Regions from separate parts of the Mus musculus genome. Here all the other regions are linked to region 1. A link is a contact called in public HiChIP or PLAC-seq and promoter capture Hi-C data. All regions are on one chromosome and are shown on one strand. The core of a region is the stretch at or near the end of the contact, and the rest is flanking DNA. Distances in the headings are between cores, read along the strand shown. Region 1 holds the start of Srpr (signal recognition particle receptor ('docking protein')). Region 2 overlaps Cdon (cell adhesion molecule-related/down-regulated by oncogenes). Region 3 has its middle 12 kb from the start of Gm1113.

Region 1 (2,700 bases), core at 15-2,514:
AATAGACTTAAAGCACTCTGTTGTTGGATCTCTGTGCGATACTTATCCCGGAACAGTCGGTGCACATCATCTATCAACTTGTCTACATAGGTCAGCGTGAGGATCTTCTGAAAGCCAACCTGTTTATGGAAGGAGACGGAGCCAATAGATCTCCTTACATGCCAGCCCAGAATGGAAGGAAGCCAACTCAACCCAAGCCTCCAGAGATAGGTTTCCTGCCCCGGGAGAGCCAAGCTTACAATCTTACCCAGAAGTCGCTTGCTTTCTCCCCTCCACATTCCTAACTTTTTTCTATCACTTTATCACATACACAATACCCACAATTAATTAGGTTCATCAGTGGGGATGCTGTTGAGAACATAACTTGTCTTTCTAACATACCCCCACTTACCACAAACACCAGCTCAAACTGGTTGTCCAGTTTATACTTGAGTGTGAGAGCCTCATGAGTGAAAGAGTTGTTACCGCCCCGTTCCTGGAAAAAGAGCGTTTCAGCAGTCAGGCTACATCCACAGCAAAACCAGACTTTGGACTACGTTTGGGAAATAACCAGATATAATCCTGCCCTCAACAAGGGAGTTCTGGGACATTTCTAGCACCCCGTGAGAAAAAAAGACAGACAGACAGACACCAGGTAAGGACAAGGGGTAAAGCTGGGACAGGAGACAGGACACGTGGGAGCCAGGAAGTAAACAGTCATATATAAACAATCAGATCTTCTAGCAGCTGTGAACCATCTACTGTTCCTGAAAGGTGTTCTCGCATCCACAGTTTCACCCAACGTCAAAACAGCAGAAAACCACGCTGCTCGGATGAGTGGAGAGGGAGTTCGAGTCCATTAGGACGCCAGAACGTGGCTAGAGCCCCGGAAACGGGAGGAGTGGGGGGCGTCGCAAAGTTTCGGGATACTGTGATCCAGGCAAGGAAGTCGATCCTGGGTGGCCGGTAACCGACCAGTTTGAGGAGATCAGAACGGAAAGTGCGGAGTGACTACTGGAAAGGGGACCACAGTCTGGGTCTGAGGGACGACAGCCCGGAGTTCTGCCCCGCGGGGGTGGTACCTGCAGCAGTACGGAACGAATCAACGCGTTGACGGGCCCGGTGCACGAGTCGCTCACGCCCTGGAAACACCAGAGCACAAGCCCGCCCTTCGAGAAGATGGTGAAGAAGTCAAGCATGACGGAAGCGGGAGAAGACTTGAGGCCGAGACCGGGGCCGGGAACTCGGGCCGCGTCCGCCGCCGCCGCTTCCTGCTGCGCCAAGCGCGGGACACGTCACACCAGCAGCCCCCGGAAACCGGTTCAGCCGCACTTCCGCTACGAGCCTCCGTGGTCCCGCCCCTTTCCCGCTCAGGGCGCGCGAGATGACGTAGACTCAAGCCTGACCAATAGCACACAGGGGCGGGACTCCAGAGGCGATAGCTCCCCTATAGCGTGGAGGGGTGGAGCCTGAAGAGCACTGCCGGCTAATCGGCGCGTTCGTGTCTATTCCCCGTGGCGCGGACCGATGACAGGAAGGACAGAGTCGGCTTGAGGGGAACCCACCTCAAGCTGAAAGAAGCCGGGCTCTAAGGCCATGTTTCGCAGAGCGCTGCGTCTTGGCTTGGGCCCGGGCCTCCCATACCGGGGGCTACGCACACGCAAAGGAGGCTTTACTCTGGGTAAAGCTGAGGGCAGCAGTGGTTCTGGGGAGCCCAAACCCTCCATAGATGTGACCTTCAAGGTTCGACCCCCTGCCTCGTGCGGGCGGGACAGCGAGTTAGCTGGGGGAAGGGGTAGGCTTGCCTACTAAAGGTCAAAGAGCCGAGGCAAGTGTATGGCTCTCAAGGAGGCACTTCCCAGTGGACAATGCCATATAAATGGAAGCTTGCTGGCGATGATGGATAAGGATAAGAAACCATTACAAAGGTGCCCGGCTTTAGAAGGCTGTGCAGTATGAAGTATACTAGGGACTCGTTCCCTGGGCCTGGCATATCTGAGAATGGGGTTCAGGAGGGAGAGAGATCTGCAAGAGCTAAATAATGTGAGTCACATCTCGCTTGATGGGGAAACAGAAAGTAATTTCAGGAAGTTGAATCTTCCAGTGTTAGAGATCCATGATATTGGGGCCTGGTGGGACAAAGACCAAACAACAAAGTTCTAACAATACTGCTGCATATGAGTTGATCTTATGAGAAAGGATGACATTGGAGGTGTGGCAATCCAAATGCCTATTTCAGCCCCCCTTTTCCTGTACCCATCCTCCAACCCCCAACCACGCAGAAAAGAACATAAGTCATCTAACTGTAACTATGTCCTGCAGACTGGGATGCAAAGGTGTCTGACTTTAAGAAGAAGGTTGATTCCATCCTGCCTGGAAAGAAATATGAAGTGCTGTATGACACCAGCCACCTGCCCCCAGAACAGGCGGATGTGGTCATCATAGGAGGTGGGATTCTTGGTCTGTCTGTGGCCTTTTGGCTGAAGAAGCTGGAGAGTAGAAGAGGTGCCATTCGGGTGCTGGTGGTGGAGCAGGACCACACGGTGAGGTCAGGGAGTAAGGGCAGTCATCTTATTGAGGACACAGACTGTGGCATTGAGGGCAGGGACTGTGCTTTGGACTTTGGAGCTTAAGAAATAGTTCCAGGCTCTTCCTCCCTCAACAAAGACCCGCAGCAATAACATTGTTTTGTTGGGGAAGGGGAAGAGACTTTGCTACTGT
Region 2 (2,700 bases), core at 38-2,537, 300 kb before region 1:
GCACTGGGGCCATTCCCCTTAGGCTCCTGAGGCTCTGTACGGAACCCACTAGGAAGGGGAGGGCCATTTTCCTGTGGTCCACACTGCATTGGTCAAGTAATGTTCTTTCATTTTTTTTCCCCCAGGCCTGAGTCGGCTGCTTGTTCCTATGTGAGTGTGCCACTTTTCTTTATGGGGTCCAGACTTTTCTTAATTAGAAAGGAAAGCTAGGAAGGTGTAGATGCCCGTAACATTTCTCTCTCTCTCTTACCCACCTCAGGGAGCACGAACAGCAACAGAGGGCCTCCAGGGAAAGCATCGAGGCCCCAGCAGGTAGGCACCATTTGTGCCAATGACTACACGAGTCCTCTGCTGGTTTCCTTGCTCTTCCCTGTCCACTTGTGCTCTTTCTAGGCACTGAAACAGCATCTACCACCTCAAGTTCAGACCCTATACAAGAATCCATTGATGCTCCAGTAAATGTCACCATCACAGTGACTGCAACACCATAGGACAATAATGGTGCAATGGGCCGAGGAAGGCAGGTAGAAGGAGGCAGCCGGGTGTGGTGGCACATGCCTTTAATCCCAGCACTCGGGAGGCAGAGGCAAGCAGATTTCTGAGTTCAAGGGCTTCACAGAGAAACCCTGTCTCGAAAAACAAAAAACAAAACAAAACCAAAACCAAAAACCCAAAAAACAAACTAAGGAAGCAACTCTCTCTTCCCCATCCAACACTCAAAGATCAATTACTTCCAACTCACTATCCAGGCTCGAGAAGTGGTCCACGGCCCACTTACAGTGTTCCACGTGATAAAAGGAGCCCTGGCGCAGTTTGTGGCAGATAAGAGGAAAATCCACAACTGGAGACAACATGGAAGGCATCTGAGCATCTGAGAGCAATTGAAAATGGTACAGGGAATATTCTCTGATACCAGGGAACTAAGAGCTGAGCTCTTGAGAGAGAGAGAGAGAGAGAGAGAGAGAGAGAGAGAGAGAGAGAGAGAGAGAGAGAGAGAACAAAAGCACTGGGTTGAGTAATCCCTAACTCAATTGTAGCTAATGTCTAGCACAGCTCTTTCAATAACAACTTCTGAGATGGTTGCTTGGGTCAAGCTTTATTGGCAAGAAGAGCCAGGTGCCTAGGTATGTGTTCCCTTTGTTCAAATCAGCTTAGGGGCGTCACTGACCACGCAGCGGCCAGACTCCTGCAATCTGTGCCAGCAGAGGTATTCAGCAACACTCCAGTCACCAGGCCTGGGGGAGCTGGCTGACAGAGAGCAGAGGCTGTTCCAAAATCACACTCTGACAGCTGCCAGTGTGAGTCTGAAATCTGGGCGAGGCACAAGTGAGCGCTTGTTTGGCTGAGAGGGGGGAAAAGTCAGGGCTGCTCTGCGGAGGGAGGACAGAGCCAAGCAGGGGCTGATCTGCCAGCAGTACAGAAAGTGGCGCCTGACAGGAGACAGAAAACGGGGAGAAACCTAAGAAGCTTCTTTGGTTCTCACACACTTAGGCCTTATTAGAAAAGGGTTTCAGCTTTCCTCGTAGCTCTCAGGATGGGGCCTGAGAGTTAAAAGCGGCTTATTTGACTATGAGAAATGAAATACAAAATGGCCACACCTGACTGAAAGGATTCTGTTGATTTTCTGGTCAGGGAAGATAACTGACTTCCACTATTCAGGGAAATAAAGCAAGTTTCTGTGGAGGTGCTATATTCCATCCTGGTGCTCACATTCCACGGATCCTGAGGTTGTGGTAACAGACACTATGGGAAAGAAGAATCTCTCTCCTCACTTCTCTCCCATCCTCTATCTCAGCTAAGCTCCTGTTAGGGTCCCTCAGACTCCCTAGTAGACACCTGCTGTAGTCTTGCTCCCTCCCAGAATTGGGAGTCACGATAAGGGAGAGGTGGCTGGGCCCTTGGGTGTTCACAGGGCCTTTGTAGAACAACAAGGCAGAGGTTCTGGAACATTTCCAAATAGGACATTTATATACTCTCAGTCACAAGCCACTCTGTGTCCCCAGGGGTGTGTGTGTGTGTGTGTATGTGTGTGTATGTATGTATCCCTCTTCACAGGCGACTGCACGTGAAAGCAGCATTCTCTTTTAATATAAAATCATGCCAACCAAATAAAACCTGTCAAAACTACATCACTTAGAGTATGTACAACTTCACACATAACAGCACAACTTTAAGGAAAATAAAACATATTTTTTCAATATAGCACAAGGCATGCATCGCAGGGCCAATGCTGTAAGAGCGAGCAATACAGGTAAAGAAAGGACAGTTCCGAACAGTCTCTCGGTAGTGCTGGAGCTGACGCAGAGATGTGACGTGATCAGCCTGGAGTAACAACTGTACAAAGAGAACCCAGCAAGAACCGTTTAACAATGAGATCACCTCAACAGTTTAGAATGACACAATTAACCTGTACCCTGTACAGCACCCGTCACCAGAGCCAGTCACATAATTGGTGAACAAAACCAGGAAAAGGAGACATGATTTACTAGGACTAGGGAAGCTTAATGCTGAACAAAGGCTCTCCCGAACCACGAAGAGCCCCTACCAGCTTCATGGTCAGTGGGCCAGTTGATGGTTAAATCTTCATGAGGTTAGGAAAGGGTGGGATTGGGTGAGGGTAAGGGTAGAGTATCAAGGAGAGATTCCCGAACATGAAGTACTTGGTAAAGAGCTCTGCCAGTCTGAGATGCGGGTGGACAG
Region 3 (2,700 bases), core at 186-2,685, 320 kb before region 1:
GTGTCTTCGCAGCATCCCTGAAACTAGCAGACTAACTTGTTAGTTTGCAACCAGGGTAAAACAAGAGATCCTTGTTATTTCTTTTGTTTGTTTGGTTACTTGCTTGCTTGCTTGCTTGCTTGCTTGCTTTTGTTGAGACATGATCTCACTATATAGTTCTGTCCTTTCTAGTATTCACTATGTAGACAAGGCTGGGCCTTGAACTCACAGAGATCTGCCCAGCCTCCCGAGTGCTGGGATTACAGGTGTGCCACCACCATGCCTAGCTTCTATTTCTTGACTCGTCATTACACAACAACCGCTGAGCATTGGAAATGTGGTGAACATAACTACACAACTGGGTTTTCCATTTTCATTTTAAATGGCTGCACCTGCCAAAGGACTACTGCGTTACAACAGCACAGTATAGAATGTCCTTGCATAAACTAGAGTAGCCTCTGGTCAGGTTACAGCCACTTTGAGAGGCAGCTGTAACATAGAACCCATCTGAAGGAATGTATTGTTAGAATATCACTGCTGCTCAGGCCTCAATATCTCCACAGTAGCCTTTCCCCTTTCACAGATACCAGGATGGACACCCTACCAAAACATCTTGAATTTCTGGCTATCAGACTACCAGGTACCAGGGTTTCTTTCTCACCTGGGGAAGTGAATTTACACCAAAGATAGGCAGTATTGGTGGCCATGCCTCCTGTTCCCACTTTCCCTGCTTCCTGCCTGGGAAACAGAGGGAGTGACTGCAGGCCTCTGCTGAGAAACGACCCTCCATCTACAGAAAGATATAAGAACACACACACACACACACACACACACATCTGCCACATGGATCCTGATTTTTTTTTCCCTTCAGAGTCCCCTCCATTCTGTTCTCTGTTTGTCTGTGACATTATTACTCTTCTAATGAACTCTATATTTCCAACAATATGTCCCCTTGTGCCCACATCCAGACATTTATTGTCTAGGTTATTTTCAATGTTTGAGTGGAATCATGAAGAGGCCACGCAGAAAAAGATGTCCTTTCGTACATACCCAAAAAATGTGTTCTGGCAAAGCACCAAGCTGAAAGCAAAGAGTAGTTAGCCATGGTTTTGTGGAAATGGAAGATGCTACTGACATAGAAAATGCCTTTTGAAAGTGGTTAGGAGGCCAGTAAGGGAAGATACGGCCAGAGAAGAGAAGCCACCAAAAAGTGACCCTTCGTTGCCTCAGCCCCACCATGCCTTTCTCCCCCCTCAGACTGAGAATGCCACCCTTCCTTGCCTGGTTCCCTGGGACCCCCTTTGGGTTCTCCTCAGCTCCCCAGTCTCCTGCCCCTCTCACCTCCTGGCTCAAAACAATCTCCTCTTTGATTGCCAGCTCCACCCCCAGCATGTCCAGTCATCTGCACCTAATCAGGAGTAGCTGGGCCTGGGGGATGATAAACGGGGCTTCTCATTTCAATAAAGTTTGTGTAGAATATTAGAAACAGCTGTGGGCCTCCACTGGCCCTGTAGAACCTGTGGGGGCCAGCAGAGGGGGAGGGGGCTGACATGCCAGAACATCAGGGCAGGAGTCTGTGTAAAAAGATGCTTAGCCACCAAAGCAGAGTTAGCAAGCTTTCACATCAGCATCAGCTTCTGCCTGGAGCCTCAGGCTGGGGTGAAAGCAGAGAGCACTATGCAGTCAGAGGACACCTTCAAGGCTGGTCTCCACTACCCAGCTGGTGTTGGCTGACCTTTATTGTCAGTTCTTTTACAAATGCCACATAGCTGGTTTTCTTGCTTAACAAAAACAAAATCACTTCAATTTGATTATATATATATATATATATATATATATATATATATATAGAGAGAGAGAGAGAGAGAATAAAATCTTTGAGAAAGGGCTGCTTTAAGTATAATCATGTGGTAATATAACTCATCTTTAGAATGCTTCCCTCTTGCAAAACTGAAATTCTCTCTCAGTCAAACAATTCCCTACTGCCTCTTCTCAAACCCTGGCAAGCACCACTCTGTTTTCCATTTCTGTGATTGTGACTACTCTAGGGACCTCATATCAGTGAAATAATACAGAATTTGCCTTTCTGTGATTTATTGTTTTAATAATTGCATAATAGTATATTATAAGGGGGAGAGAGAGAGATAGCTTAATAAAGTGCTTGCTGCACAGACGTGAGAACCTGAGTTTGATGCCCAGGGTCCTTGTAAAAAGCTGCACGTTTAAGTCCACCTCTGGGGATGCAGACACAGGCATGAATCCTTGGAACTCTGAGGCCGGCCATTCCAGCCTCCTTAGTGAGCTGCTGGCCAGAGAAAGAGTCTGCTTCACAAAGTAAGGTGGATGACACTTGAGGCTCATGTACTCAACACATGCATGCACACGCATGTGCCCATGTAAACATTCATACACACACAAAATGTTACAGAATACGGGTATATGTATATCATTCTGCCATTACTATATGAAACACACACACACACTCACACACACATATAGTTTCTTGCTTTTTTTTTCTCCCTATGGCTTAACTCCCAGACTTTGTTTAAATTGGCCAAAGAAATTCATATTTTTAGTTTTCATATGCCCTGATAGGCACCTTTCTCAGAAGGCTGAGGCACTGCCCTGACTGCTAAGAGGGCTGTTTCTCCTTTAGCTTCCCCAGCACCAGGTGTGATCATTCTGAAGTTTCAGTCTCTTGGTACATGAAAAGCAGTATCA

Evidence for each region. Promoter capture Hi-C pulls out the DNA fragments that hold promoters and counts their contacts. HiChIP or PLAC-seq counts read pairs in DNA pulled down with a chosen protein or histone mark.
Region 2: a contact with region 1 is called in a promoter capture Hi-C map of hippocampal neurons, with 2.1 times the contacts expected there. The contact joins the enhancer-like site here to the promoter of Srpr in region 1. A contact is called at or near these places in 8 of 39 promoter capture datasets (the 3T3-L1 cell line, the C10 cell line, cranial neural crest and 5 more), 8 of 115 datasets of contacts at active chromatin or transcription factors (effector CD8 T cells, embryonic basal ganglia, embryonic forebrain and 5 more) and 3 of 9 other capture datasets (adipose tissue, liver and pancreatic islet).
Region 3: an H3K4me3 HiChIP or PLAC-seq map of embryonic limb bud shows a contact between it and region 1, with 5 times the contacts expected there. The contact joins the enhancer-like site here to the promoter of Srpr in region 1. A contact is called at or near these places in 12 of 39 promoter capture datasets (the C10 cell line, the HPC-7 cell line, cranial neural crest and 8 more), 2 of 15 datasets of contacts at CTCF or cohesin (the NIH/3T3 cell line and large pre-B cells), 11 of 484 Hi-C or Micro-C datasets (the 3T3-L1 cell line, the C2C12 cell line, the C3H10T1/2 cell line and 8 more), 29 of 115 datasets of contacts at active chromatin or transcription factors (the 230-238 cell line, acute myeloid leukemia, craniofacial prominence and 18 more) and 3 of 9 other capture datasets (adipose tissue, liver and pancreatic islet).

The regions. Positions count from the first base shown.
Region 1 is chr9:35,209,767-35,212,466 of GRCm38.p6, reverse strand. It overlaps Srpr (signal recognition particle receptor ('docking protein')), which reads right to left and starts at 1,264. Exons shown (of 14, transcript NM_026130.1): 1 at 1,062-1,264; 2 at 392-475; 3 at 1-119. The coding sequence starts at 1,178. Foxred1 (FAD-dependent oxidoreductase domain containing 1) reads left to right here and starts at 1,412. Exons shown (of 11, transcript NM_001291448.1): 1 at 1,412-1,660; 2 at 2,302-2,522. The coding sequence starts at 1,576.
Region 2 is chr9:35,507,013-35,509,712 of GRCm38.p6, reverse strand. Cdon (cell adhesion molecule-related/down-regulated by oncogenes) reads right to left here. Exons shown (of 19, transcript NM_021339.2): 19 at 2,061-2,700. It overlaps Gm1113 (predicted gene 1113), which reads left to right. Exons shown (of 12, transcript NM_001378295.1): 10 at 126-150; 11 at 260-312; 12 at 394-491. The coding sequence ends at 491. Among named protein-coding and RNA genes, the nearest start is that of Gm1113, 9.9 kb to the left of the region's middle. Within about 2 kb of position 1,287, at least 79 of the 459 cell types and tissues checked have an H3K27ac peak or open chromatin away from gene starts, as enhancers often do. A contact at or near this core is called in adipose tissue, fibro-adipogenic progenitors and hippocampal neurons, where this site is marked.
Region 3 is chr9:35,528,711-35,531,410 of GRCm38.p6, reverse strand. No RefSeq gene overlaps it. Among named protein-coding and RNA genes, the nearest start is that of Gm1113, 12 kb to the right of the region's middle. Within about 2 kb of position 1,435, at least 23 of the 459 cell types and tissues checked have an H3K27ac peak or open chromatin away from gene starts, as enhancers often do. A contact at or near this core is called in craniofacial prominence, embryonic limb bud, neural tube and 1 more, where this site is marked.